2 separate regions of the Mus musculus genome follow, and region 1 is linked to region 2. A link is a contact called in public Hi-C data. All regions are on one chromosome and are shown on one strand. Each heading gives the region's core, a stretch centred on a gene start, on an enhancer-like site or on the middle of the called end of the contact. The rest is flanking DNA. Distances are from core to core; before and after follow the strand shown. Region 1 overlaps Megf11 (multiple EGF-like-domains 11). Region 2 holds the start of Megf11 (multiple EGF-like-domains 11).

Region 1 (5,317 bases), core at 1,872-4,371, 170 kb before region 2:
ACAGATGGATGGATGAAAATACTGATACATAGTGGGCAGGGGGATGTTTAGTTGAACTGATAGATGGGGTGATGGATAGAAAGATGAATGGGATGGTCTTCAACTGAAAGGAGCTCTAGCTGCTAGAGCTGGTCTCAGCAGACTTCTCAAGCAGGCACTCACACCTGGAACCCTGTCTTGCTGCTAGAGCTGTTCATGAAGACGCTTGTGGAACATTGCAAGTGGTATAACTACAAGAAATAATTGCTTCTAATTGAGGCTGAGTTATTCTGGCCATAAAGTAGACATATTTTTATAACTTTATTAATTATTCAATTTGAGGCCTATTACCCAGACTGCCAGAATGGGCTTTTCCTATTAGGGGGTGACAGATTCCCCAGTTCTGCCTAGCCTCCACTTCTATACCACTGTTAGGCAGTGGCAGCCTGCTTATGATTTTCACTGGGTGCAGGCTGGGGGCAGGGGGCAAGAGATGCGGGAGGGGGCAATAGATGCGGGGGGCAATAGACTGCCCCCCCCAGGTGCTCCCCTTGGTCAGTTACTGCCATCAGGTTTCCTTCCCCAGTCCAGCAGAGAGGCAGAAGGTATCAGGATGAGATGTGCCCATTTGGCCTTTCCAGGCCATTCTCTACCCAGATCCACTCATCAACTCTTAATCACGTTGGCTCCCCCATCCAATCTGCTACCCACCCAATGCCAAGAGAGCTACCATATGTCCCTTGGTCACCTCTAGTCAGGCACAGGGGGAAGAGGACATGGCCCAGCTGCCCTGGAAGGATTAGCCAAGACTATAGCATTCAACAGACTCCCTTTTTCCCATATCCGGGTCCAGAATTGATCACAAGTCCCTTGGAAGAAGAAAGAGTTAGGAGTGTCCCACCTGGAAGCAAATCAGACTCAACTGATGCAAATTGTACCTTCAGGAGCTATCCCTGCCCATGGAGTTACATTCAAGCTCTTGGGCCTTGGTGTGTGAGCACCAATGCCATCCAGCCTGGCCTGTCACCTTGGCCTGGCTCCCAGTCCCCCCAGTGCCTTGGCGCTATGTTCCATCTGGACCATTGAAACCTCAAGTTGTATCTTTCCTGTGGCTCTGCTTCTTTCCTTTCCAGGACCTTTCTTTTCTCTCTAGCTACAAGTCGTGTTGGCTACCTCGGAAGGACCCATGCGAGTCCAGTCTTATAGCGTGATGTTTAAGGAACTTAGCGTAATCTCTGGAAGAGCAAGTAACAAACTTTGCTTTGCTTGTTTGTTTTCTTGTTGAAGCCTCCTACAGAGCCAGATGCTCTTCCCCAGCCCTAACCCCACCACCACGGTGAGAGGGTAGAGTCAAATGGAAGAGCAAACCCACTGGATCTCACTAAAGACAGTGTCTACTATGTGCCAGGCAGCATGAGGAAGGAGCTCGATGTTGTGAAGACAAGACGTCAGCCCCACTGTGGAGGAAGTCTCAGGGCAGGAAGTGAGGGAGAGGAAACGCACACAGTTAAATAGTGAGCACCAGGTGCCGAGGACCACGCCAGATAGAGGCACAGCGGATGCTGCCCTGGCTTCAGAGCTGGCTACAGGCCAGTGGACGAAAGGGAGATAAGATATGATAGCCAATATTGATCATGAACCTGATGGGATCTATATTACTAGAGTCACCTAGGAGATGAATTTCTATTTCTAGAGTAGATTAGTTGAGGCAGGCCTAACTGTGTGGAACCCCTCCAAGGATAAGGCTCCCAGGACGAAGGAGAAGGAAAAATCAAACTGAGTGCCAGCATTCAGCACTCTGCTTCCTGGTTGTGGATGTCATGTGACCAGCTGCCTCCGCCATTGGCTATAATGCCTTCCCTGCCCTGGTGGACCGCACCTTCTACATGCCAGCCAGAATAAACATCTCCTTTTTTATTACTCCCCTTCTTGTTTGTTTGTCTGTTTTTGAGACAGAGTTTTTCTCTATGTAGCCCTGGCTATCCTAGAACTCGCTGTGTAGACCAGGCTGGCCTCTAAACTCAGAGGTCTGCTTGCCTCTGCCTCCCAAGTGTTGGGATAAAGGCGTGCGCCACCACCCAAATGAACCCTTCTTTTCTTTCTTCCTTTCTTTCTTCCTTTCTTTCTTTCTTTCTTTCTTTCTTTCTTTCTTTCTTTCTTTCTTTCTTTCTTTCTTTCTTTCTTTCTTCTTTCCTTCCTTCCTTCCTTCCTTCCTTCCTTTCTTTCTTTCTTTCTTTCTTTCTTTTTTGTTTGTTTTTTTGTTTTTCAAGACAGGGTTTCTCTGTGTAGCCCTGGCTGTCTTGAAACTTACCTCTATAGATCAGGCTGGCCTCAAACTCAGAAATCCGCCTGCCTCTGCCTCTGCCTCCTGAGTGCTGGGATTAAAGGCGTGCACCACCACTGCCCGGCTGAACCCTTCCTTTCTTAAGCTGCTTTTCTCAGGTGTTCTGTCAGAGCATCAAGGGAAGAAGCCAATAAAGGTGAGACTGGGGGAAACGGAGGTAACCAGGCAGGTGTCATGAGCGAGCCCATAGGGTCGTCGATGAGCTGTGTGCTTGTTACAGGACATAGAGTGCAGCAAGTGACATGGCCTCTGTGGTGCTTCACAGCCTGCCCATCTCCAAGCACAGAAAGGACAAGAGAGCGATGACAGAGCCCTGCAAAGTGCCAGCTGCGATTTTAAGTGTGATCTACAGAGACTTGCTCAAACCCTGGCTCTGCCACTAGCCGGCTGTGTGTGTAGAGGTCTCAGTTTCCTTGTTGGAATGAGGTGGAGGGCAGTGGTGAACAGCTACGGAACTGTACAGGAGATATGTTCTGAGTATGAGTTAGGAGGGCAGGCTACACAGGAGAGGAACCTGGTGTGATCTCGGGCCCCATATAAAGCCTGACACTGGGGCAAGAACACACCTAGACAATCCCCACTGCAGAGCAGCTGAGTGCCCTGGGCCTTAGCATCCTAACCTGGAGTCCTGGTCATCACTCACAAGCTGGGGAGGGTGGGTGGAATGTTCATATCTATCTCCAGTGGCACACTGCAAACTCAGGGCTTGCTGGGGCTGCATTCATTCTATCCCAGCCCTCTGGGCTGACAGAGGCTGCATGTCTCTCTCCCCTGCCTGCTGGACCCTCCTGGCTGGCACCCAGCATGGTTGCTGTGTGATTCCTTCCTTCCTCCGCGTACCATGCTTCCCACAGCACCTTGGAAACATAGCTGTGCAGTTATGTGTATGGGGGGGGGGAGTCGTGTCCTTTACAACCCCCACCCCCCGTGGAGCCCAGGAGGAGTGTGGGCACTGACTGCCAGACCCTCGTGATGATGCCAGCTTGGCTCCCGCCACTCGGCTCTGCCTTTGTCACATTTGAGGCAGACTCCCCTCCCTTCTCACTCTCCAGTGCTCAAGGCTCCCCTGTGTGTCACTTATTAATTTTGTTCTCAGGGAGCAGATGGTCAGAGCTGAGTCGGATAGAATACACCTCCCCCCCCCTTTTTTTTCTTTTTTCTTTTTTTATTATCACCAATACTCCCTCTAACAGGCAACCTACATGGATGAACTCTAGGATGCCCAGTTTCTGGTACAAACAGGTACAAGAAGCCAGCTTTCATGATATGACCCATGACATGACTCTAATTCCAGATCTTCCTCATTGGAGAGGAAGCAGATATCAGGTGTGAGGGGATCCTAAGAAGTTTCCACCCTCTGCCTATAGCCTGACTTCTCAGGAACAGGTGGGGCAGGCATTCCTTGTGTGGAGCAGTGGGTTCTGGGAAGGGCTCCCTTCCTGGTACATGTCATCCCAGGACCGAGAAAGGATTGGGAGGGCACGCTGTCTTTAGTCCTCCATCAAAGGTCTCTGAGCTGTCCCTACCCACCCTGTCACCTGACTCTGGCCTGATTATAACACAGGTGACCTGTCATCAGCTCCTTCTCACATCTCACTTGTCCAGAAAGCCACCCATGGGAGACAGTGACCAGGAAAGGAATCCGTGCATGTCCACAAGGGTTCCCTGGGCATTGCCACTGGGTCTGGGTTATCACCAAAAGAGAGAGGTTGGGACTTCGGGAAGGCTTAGCCAGGAGGGGAGATGAGCAGAGAGCCCAATAGACCCACTGCTTTGCTGTGAAACCCCAACTGCCAGAGACTCACAGCATGGGCCAGGTGAGATCTCAGCCCCCTTTGGGTCTTTTTTAGCCTCTTCTTCATTGCCAACCTTCCCATCTGCCTCACCTTCATCTGTGTGGAAAGTGCCAGAAAGATGGTCATCCTGTGAGCACAGCCGCCTGTGCAAACAGCTGGAGCTGAGGCTGCAGGATTGTGAGTTTGAGGCCACCCTGGGCTACATCAGGATTCCCTGTTTCAAAAGTTCAAAAAACAGATTCAGAGCTCTGACAAATCCTGGCTGTGGGACTCCCAGCCACTGCTTATCTTCCCTGGACCTTTCTCTAAAAGACTCTTTGCTTCTAAAACGGGGAACAGGGTGTAGACCTGGCTTCTGCCTTCTGCCTTCTGCTGCTTCTTATGATGGTTTTTTTCAAACATCTAGATCCCCTTTCCACAAAAGTCCAGGCTGGGAGATCTCTCCATAGGTAAGGTGTTTACAGGACAAATGTGAAAACCAGGGTCCAGAACTCCAGCACCCACATAAATGTCGGGCAGGCCACCCATAATCTCAGTGCTCAGGATCCAGAGGTGGAACCCCCAGGGCAAGCTGGCTAGCTAGACCAGATGAACAGGAAAGGTCTGGGTTTCAGTGTGAGACCAATATTTTATCAATATATAACGCAGAAAAAGATTAAGGAAGACACTTCTAGCCTCCACACATGTTCACACAGGCAAGCATATTGAGTTGTCCTTGGCTCTATGCTGGTAGTTCTGGCTTCCTCTCAGGTTCTCTGAAGATGGGAGCCACACCCTCCTCCTTAATATCTATCCCTGAACCCCCTGGCCTCACTAGCCCCTGGCAGGAGCTCAGGATTTACATGGCTGAACTGAGAGGGAGCGGATGGAGCTGCTGAGGTAGGGGCCAGGGCTGCTGAACCCTGGGTTTTGTTGTTTTGCTGTTCCATATTATAATTCTTTGGATGGGGGACTCTCAGCTCCTCTTGTTCTCAGACCTTGACAAAACATTTGTTGCCATCCACAGTTCCCTTCTGTTCCTGTCACAGTGACTGCACTAGTGTATGGGGTTGACACAGGACCTACCATCCTGGGGAAGCCCCCAGGCCCAGCAGATGCCAGCAGAAGGCAACTAACTCATGCTGGATCTGTAAGGGGCTAAAAGCTAGGCAGAACCAAGCGAACAACAGCAGGGGTAATTGCTTTGAGACACATTCAT
Region 2 (5,194 bases), core at 1,697-4,196:
CATGCTTGGCTGAGTCCCTGGGCCCAAGGAGTTGCTGCAGAGCTAAGGGTTGACCAGATGTCCCTAGGAGGGGAAAGGCCCAGTTCATACAAAGCCTAGAATACCCAAGCACCTAGAATCTACTACACTTGTCTGTTTATGTATGTGTTTAGGGAGAGAGGGTGCATGCCACAGCAAGCATGTGAAGGCAGGAGGACAAATTTTGTGGGAATCAGCTCTCTCCTCCCACCACGTGAGTCTCCAGGATTGAACTCATGTTGTCAGGCTTGGCCGCAAGCACCCTTACTGGGCTGGACCATCTCATTTGCCAGCACCTGCTTTCTATAAGTGAGGCTTGGCAGAAGCAAAGGAATGCGTGAAGCCTCCGTGAAACCTAGGAAGCTTGCGGGGGGGGGGGGGGAAACAAGCAGGAGAGAGGGGGGTAACAGCTTCCGCAGCTTCCACAGCCATCTCCCTGGCCCTAGGGTCACTGACTTCTGCCTTCAGAGACAACTGCTAACCTTCCCCTTCCACAGAGGTTGTGGACCTGTAGGCCAAGTGCTGAACTTGAGTTCTCCTTGACCCACACCGTTTCACTGCCTGAGGTTAGCAGTGAAACCTTGGCTTGGGAAATCTTTCTCTTCCCGTAGTAGTGCGTGAGGCTCACTCTAGATCCTGTGGGAATGGTTTCAGCTGAGAGTGCCTGCCGGACTCTGCTACACAGCAACCCCTGTTGTGCCCTCCACGTGTGCCCCACAGGCCACCGGAGAGGCAGGTCCGTGGCATCTTAAAGCAGACAGGCAAAGCACAAACTTGGCATACAGTAGACATGGCTCCTCTTGGGAGATGCTGGTTACCCACGGTGTCCTGCCTCTAACCTTCCAACCTCCTGGCCCTCCAGCCTTTTCATCATTCAATGGCCTAACACTAAGAAAGTGGAAATCAACGGGGGAAATCAGGAAAGGTGCCCAGCCCTTAGGCAGGAAGACTTCCCTTAGTCAGCTCTAAGGGAGTCCCTTCACTTCTTTGGGCTTCAGTAGGCTGATCTGCAGAATGGGAGGAAAGGGAAGGACTGCAGTTACAGGCTTCAATTTTCTAGGGGCTTAAACAATGTGTGAGCAACAGCAAGAGCCCGGTGCTTGGTGCACACCGCAGGAAAAGCCGCCAAAGAAACAGGTTAAGCTTCACATCCTAGGCTGGGCGTTAATGTCAATGCTCTGGGACACTGAACCCAACCTTCAGGGAGGGGGCGATGGCCCGTAGATGATCCTCTCTGCAAAGAACTCCAGCTTTTTTGCTACTTCTAAACCTCCGCTAAGCCTCACAAAAGATCTTTTCGGCTTGCAGTCCAACAAAGACCGAACGCTGGAAAGAGATGAGGGTCGGCGAATCCAGCCACTGGACTCCCGGAGCCAAAACACTATCGGGGCAGGCTCGGGACGGTCCCGGCAGCCTGCCGCGCGCCACCACCTGGTCAGGACATTAACCCCAGTTTCCCCCAGGACAGTGATGGGCGCAGATGCGCTGGGCACAAGTATCCTTGCCACAGAGAGCTGGGAAGGCGGGGAGCCCTAACCTCCTGGTAAGCATCCTCCAACCTGCGGGAGGCCCTGCTGTATAGGCTCCCGGAGGGACCAGGCGTGGGAGAATCTGATCCCAGTCACTTGGACCGGTTTTTCTCGAGAGCATCACCAGCCCGGAAAGAGGCCGGCTGGCCTCGCAGCAGGCACTCACGGGGACGGATTCTGAGACGCGACGACAGTGGGATGGAGCGTGGGAGGCAGTTCCAGGAAAAAGCATCTGGGGTTCGAGGGCTCTGGGGCCCGCCAGGCGGAGACCCAGAGCTCCCAGACTACAGACCGATCGTGACTCCGTCCCACTCGCAACCTTGGTCCCGGGAAGGAACGGTTTTACCTATTTTTCAAGTCTTTTTTTTTTCCTCCTAAAAATTAAAAGACTAAATCAAGTCTTAGGGGAAGGTGCCTGCGCAGGGCTGCCACCAGGACCACTGTGTGCCCAGCTACAACACTACCGCCCGCGTTTGGGAGAGAAGTTAGGAAGTTCGGGACAGCCGCCCACGAGCGCAGGAAGAGGGACTCGCTTCTCTTTTAACTTTGGGTGTTGGGGTCTCCGCCGAGGGTCGGAGGTATGTAGCCAGGGGCGACCCGCAGGACTGCAGGGCGTCCGGGATTCCCTCAGTGAAAGTGGGTAGACAGGATCAGGAGGAAAAAAAGAGAGTGAGTCCACGTTGCGCGTGGCACCGGCTGGGCTTGGGCTCCGCGGGGACCTGCGCGCGGCCCCGCAGCTCTGCGTCGGGACCCGGGTCGGAAGGACGCGGTGCGGGGCGAAGGTCCCGCACATCTAGAATGGCTCTCGGCCGGGAGACCCCAGATTCGCGCAGAGCTGGCAGGTTCCTTCTTCCGGACACCCGCACCGCGACTCTCGGGTCTTCCCCCGCACGTGGAGACGCGGCGGCCGCTGCGTCCTGACTGCGGCCAGAGGACGCGCGCCTGGCCCAGCCGAGGCTCTCTACGTCTCGCATAGACCCCCGGGCGCTCCCGCAAGCCCAGCCATCCACCTTCTGCCCCTCGCCAAACTCGCCTTCTAGAGCCGGGACCTGGCCACGGAGGACCCACGGAGCTGGTGGAAAGTTAGTCGCGACGCTGCAAAGCCCCCTCCCCTGAACTGGAACCCACACCCCGACCCAATGCACCCACAGTGCTCCGAGGCTCCGGGTCCCCGCGGACCCCACCCAACCATCTACCTGCTTCCGTGGCGCGCCCCGGGCTTGGGCCAGCCAGTCGCGCGGTCCTATACCCCGGAGCCGGAGCGGCTTCAGGTCCCCAGGCAGGAGAGGGAGCTGCGAACCGCCCCGAGCCGGGCAGCCGGCTCCGGGCACTGAGAACGAGTGAGCAAGCAGGAGGCTGGAGCCGCTGCGACTGCTGCCACGGCAGCCCCCACCCCCCTGCGTCCCTCGGCCCCTCCCTCTTCCCTCCTCCCTCCGCTCTCCCTCTCCCTCCCACCTCTTTTCAGACCCTGCGATCGCGCGCATTCCCTCGCTCTTTTTCCTAGCTTTCTCTCTGCCGGTTGCCTTCTTTAATTCCCTCTGTTCTCTTCTCACTTCCCTACTCTGCATCCACCCGTTATCGTTCTTTTACCGTTTTTCCCCCGCTCTCTCTTTTCTGTATCTCTTCCTTTTAACCCCTCGCGACTCCCTTCTCCCTCCCCCCCCCCTTTTTTTTTTCCTTCTGACCGACCGATTAGCGTGGCCTCTGCACCTGTTCTTTGTAGAAGCTCTGGCTGGCGAAGCTAGCCCAGGATGGAAGGGGACCAGGAATATGCCCCAAACTGAGCTTTTAACAAGCTGAGTACAGATAGATACCCAGGGAAAGCTAGAAAAGCAAAGAACTCAGTGTGCAGAACAAGCTGAGCTGCACCAGGTAAAGTGCAGACAGCCAGGCCCCAGAGTAAGAACTTGCCATGCTGTGGTCAACTCCAAAGGCTGGACTGCTGTGGTCAACTCCAAAGGCTGGACTTAAACCAGCGGGGCTTCTTGTAGACTTCAAGGTCTTCGAACAGGGGATGAGATGGGGGGTGGGGGGGGGCAGAGGAGGGTGCATGTTAATGATAGGGTGTCAGAGGCCTGGCACTGCACCCAGAGCCACCTGGAAGTCTTCAGTCAGGTGACACTTTAGACTACACCTCGTGTGCTTGTAAGTGGGTCCTAGCCAGGTGGTGGGAACACCTGCTGGTCACCCCTACTCCTTTCCAAGATATGAGGGGCTCACTCCTGCTTCCCTGTTTGCCAGAGGTGGGGGTGGTGGGGTGTTTCCTTCCCTTGAAGTGAGGTGGGGTCCCACACTTGGGAAAGGTGTCCTGCACCCGGAGGGAGAATTTTGCCACTAGAACAGGCAGATTGTCTGTGGCTTTGGGACAAGCCACTCGACCCAGGCTCCCGTGCAGCCTGAGGATCCAGCTCTTTCCCCAGGAGTGTACTCCCTGTCATCTGTCCATTTCAGCCCAGTGGGGTTTGGAGAAATAAGAAGAAGCCCTCTTCCCATTGGCCCACAACAGGCAGCCCTGCTCTGCAAGCACCAGACCAGGTTCATCCAGTAAGTGCTAGGCTTCTGCAGGAATGGTGTGAGCAGATGAGATCTTTCTGCATTGGGGTTTCAGGTCCCAAAACTCCAAACCAACCTCCCCAGCAGTTCCTTACCTTGGAATGTCAAACTAAACGGACAACAGATGGCAGAGCCTCTTGTTCACAACATAAAAGTAGAGCTTGAAACCGGGTGAAGCACTTAGCAAACACCCGGGTCACTCACCCGCCAGAGTGAGTCCCTCCTTAAATTCTGCACCCCAGGAGCTTCCTGCCTTCTCTAGTGCTCTAGCCCCTCCTTTGCAGGACCAACCATCTAGTGATATATGAAGTTCCCCATCTGGCAGTGAGGAGACCAAATCTGACATTGGAAAAAGTTCCCAACTTCATAGCCCTAGGGGGTGTGAGTCTCACACTGGGAAGCCAGCTCCACTCACTGTGACATTAGAAAGATCACTGAGTCCCTCTAGCTTCAGTTTCCCTGTTTGTAAAATGGGAATGCTAACATTACCACAAGCCTTCTGAGGATTAAACCAAAGCCCATTTCCTGGAACAGTGACTGGTGGCACTTGGCCACTGTCTGCGGTTAATATTAGCTTAATTAAAATTAGTCTAGGCTTACACAGCTTCCTCTGCACAGTGGCTCTTGGATTCTGAGCTCCACCTTTATTTACCGTGCCTCTCACTCTGACTTTCTGTGTGGTAGAAATGTCTAAGTGGGCTGGTGGATTCGTGGAGCTGGGTGGGTCTTTCTGGATACCCATTGTGCTCTAGAGCAGCACAAAGCAGGCTGTCCTGCCCGGCTCGTTCCTTGGCTGCACTCACATACTGCCAGGCAGGGATCATGTGTCTAAGGACTGCTGAGGGACAGGGGGGTGGGTGCCTGGTTTTCTGCCATACTCTAAAAAGCTGCACGGATCTATAAAGCTGGGCTTTCCCTGCCCAGATGGCAGGCCTCCAAGAACACATGTCACAACAGAGCCAGAAGCACTTTTAGCAAACATCTCTAGGAGTCAGCTTGGGGTCGGCCGGAACCTACAATCCATCATTCACTTGCCAGGAGAGCCTGCTTGCAGGAGGCACAATAGTGCTTGGCCTGGCCCAACTTCTCCAAGT

What was found. Hi-C and Micro-C count contacts between places; a contact is called where the count stands out from the background.
Region 1: a Hi-C map of cerebellum shows a contact between it and region 2, with 1.7 times the contacts expected there. The contact joins the enhancer-like site here to the promoter of Megf11 in region 2. A contact is called at or near these places in 12 of 39 promoter capture datasets (the 3T3-L1 cell line, the HPC-7 cell line, the SN4741 cell line and 8 more), 1 of 15 datasets of contacts at CTCF or cohesin (pro-B cells), 3 of 484 Hi-C or Micro-C datasets (bone marrow-derived macrophages and cerebellum), 10 of 115 datasets of contacts at active chromatin or transcription factors (embryonic forebrain, embryonic hindbrain, embryonic stem cells and 5 more) and 3 of 9 other capture datasets (adipose tissue, liver and pancreatic islet).

Annotation. Positions count from the first base shown.
Region 1 is chr9:64,553,730-64,559,046 of GRCm38.p6, reverse strand. The region is part of intron 5 of Megf11 (multiple EGF-like-domains 11); the gene reads right to left. Among named protein-coding and RNA genes, the nearest start is that of Gm36311, 130 kb to the left of the region's middle. Within about 2 kb of position 3,121, at least 9 of the 459 cell types and tissues checked have an H3K27ac peak or open chromatin away from gene starts, as enhancers often do. A contact at or near this core is called in cerebellum and hippocampal neurons, where this site is marked.
Region 2 is chr9:64,383,378-64,388,571 of GRCm38.p6, reverse strand. It overlaps Megf11 (multiple EGF-like-domains 11), which reads right to left and starts at 2,946. Exons shown (of 25, transcript NM_001134399.1): 1 at 2,744-2,946.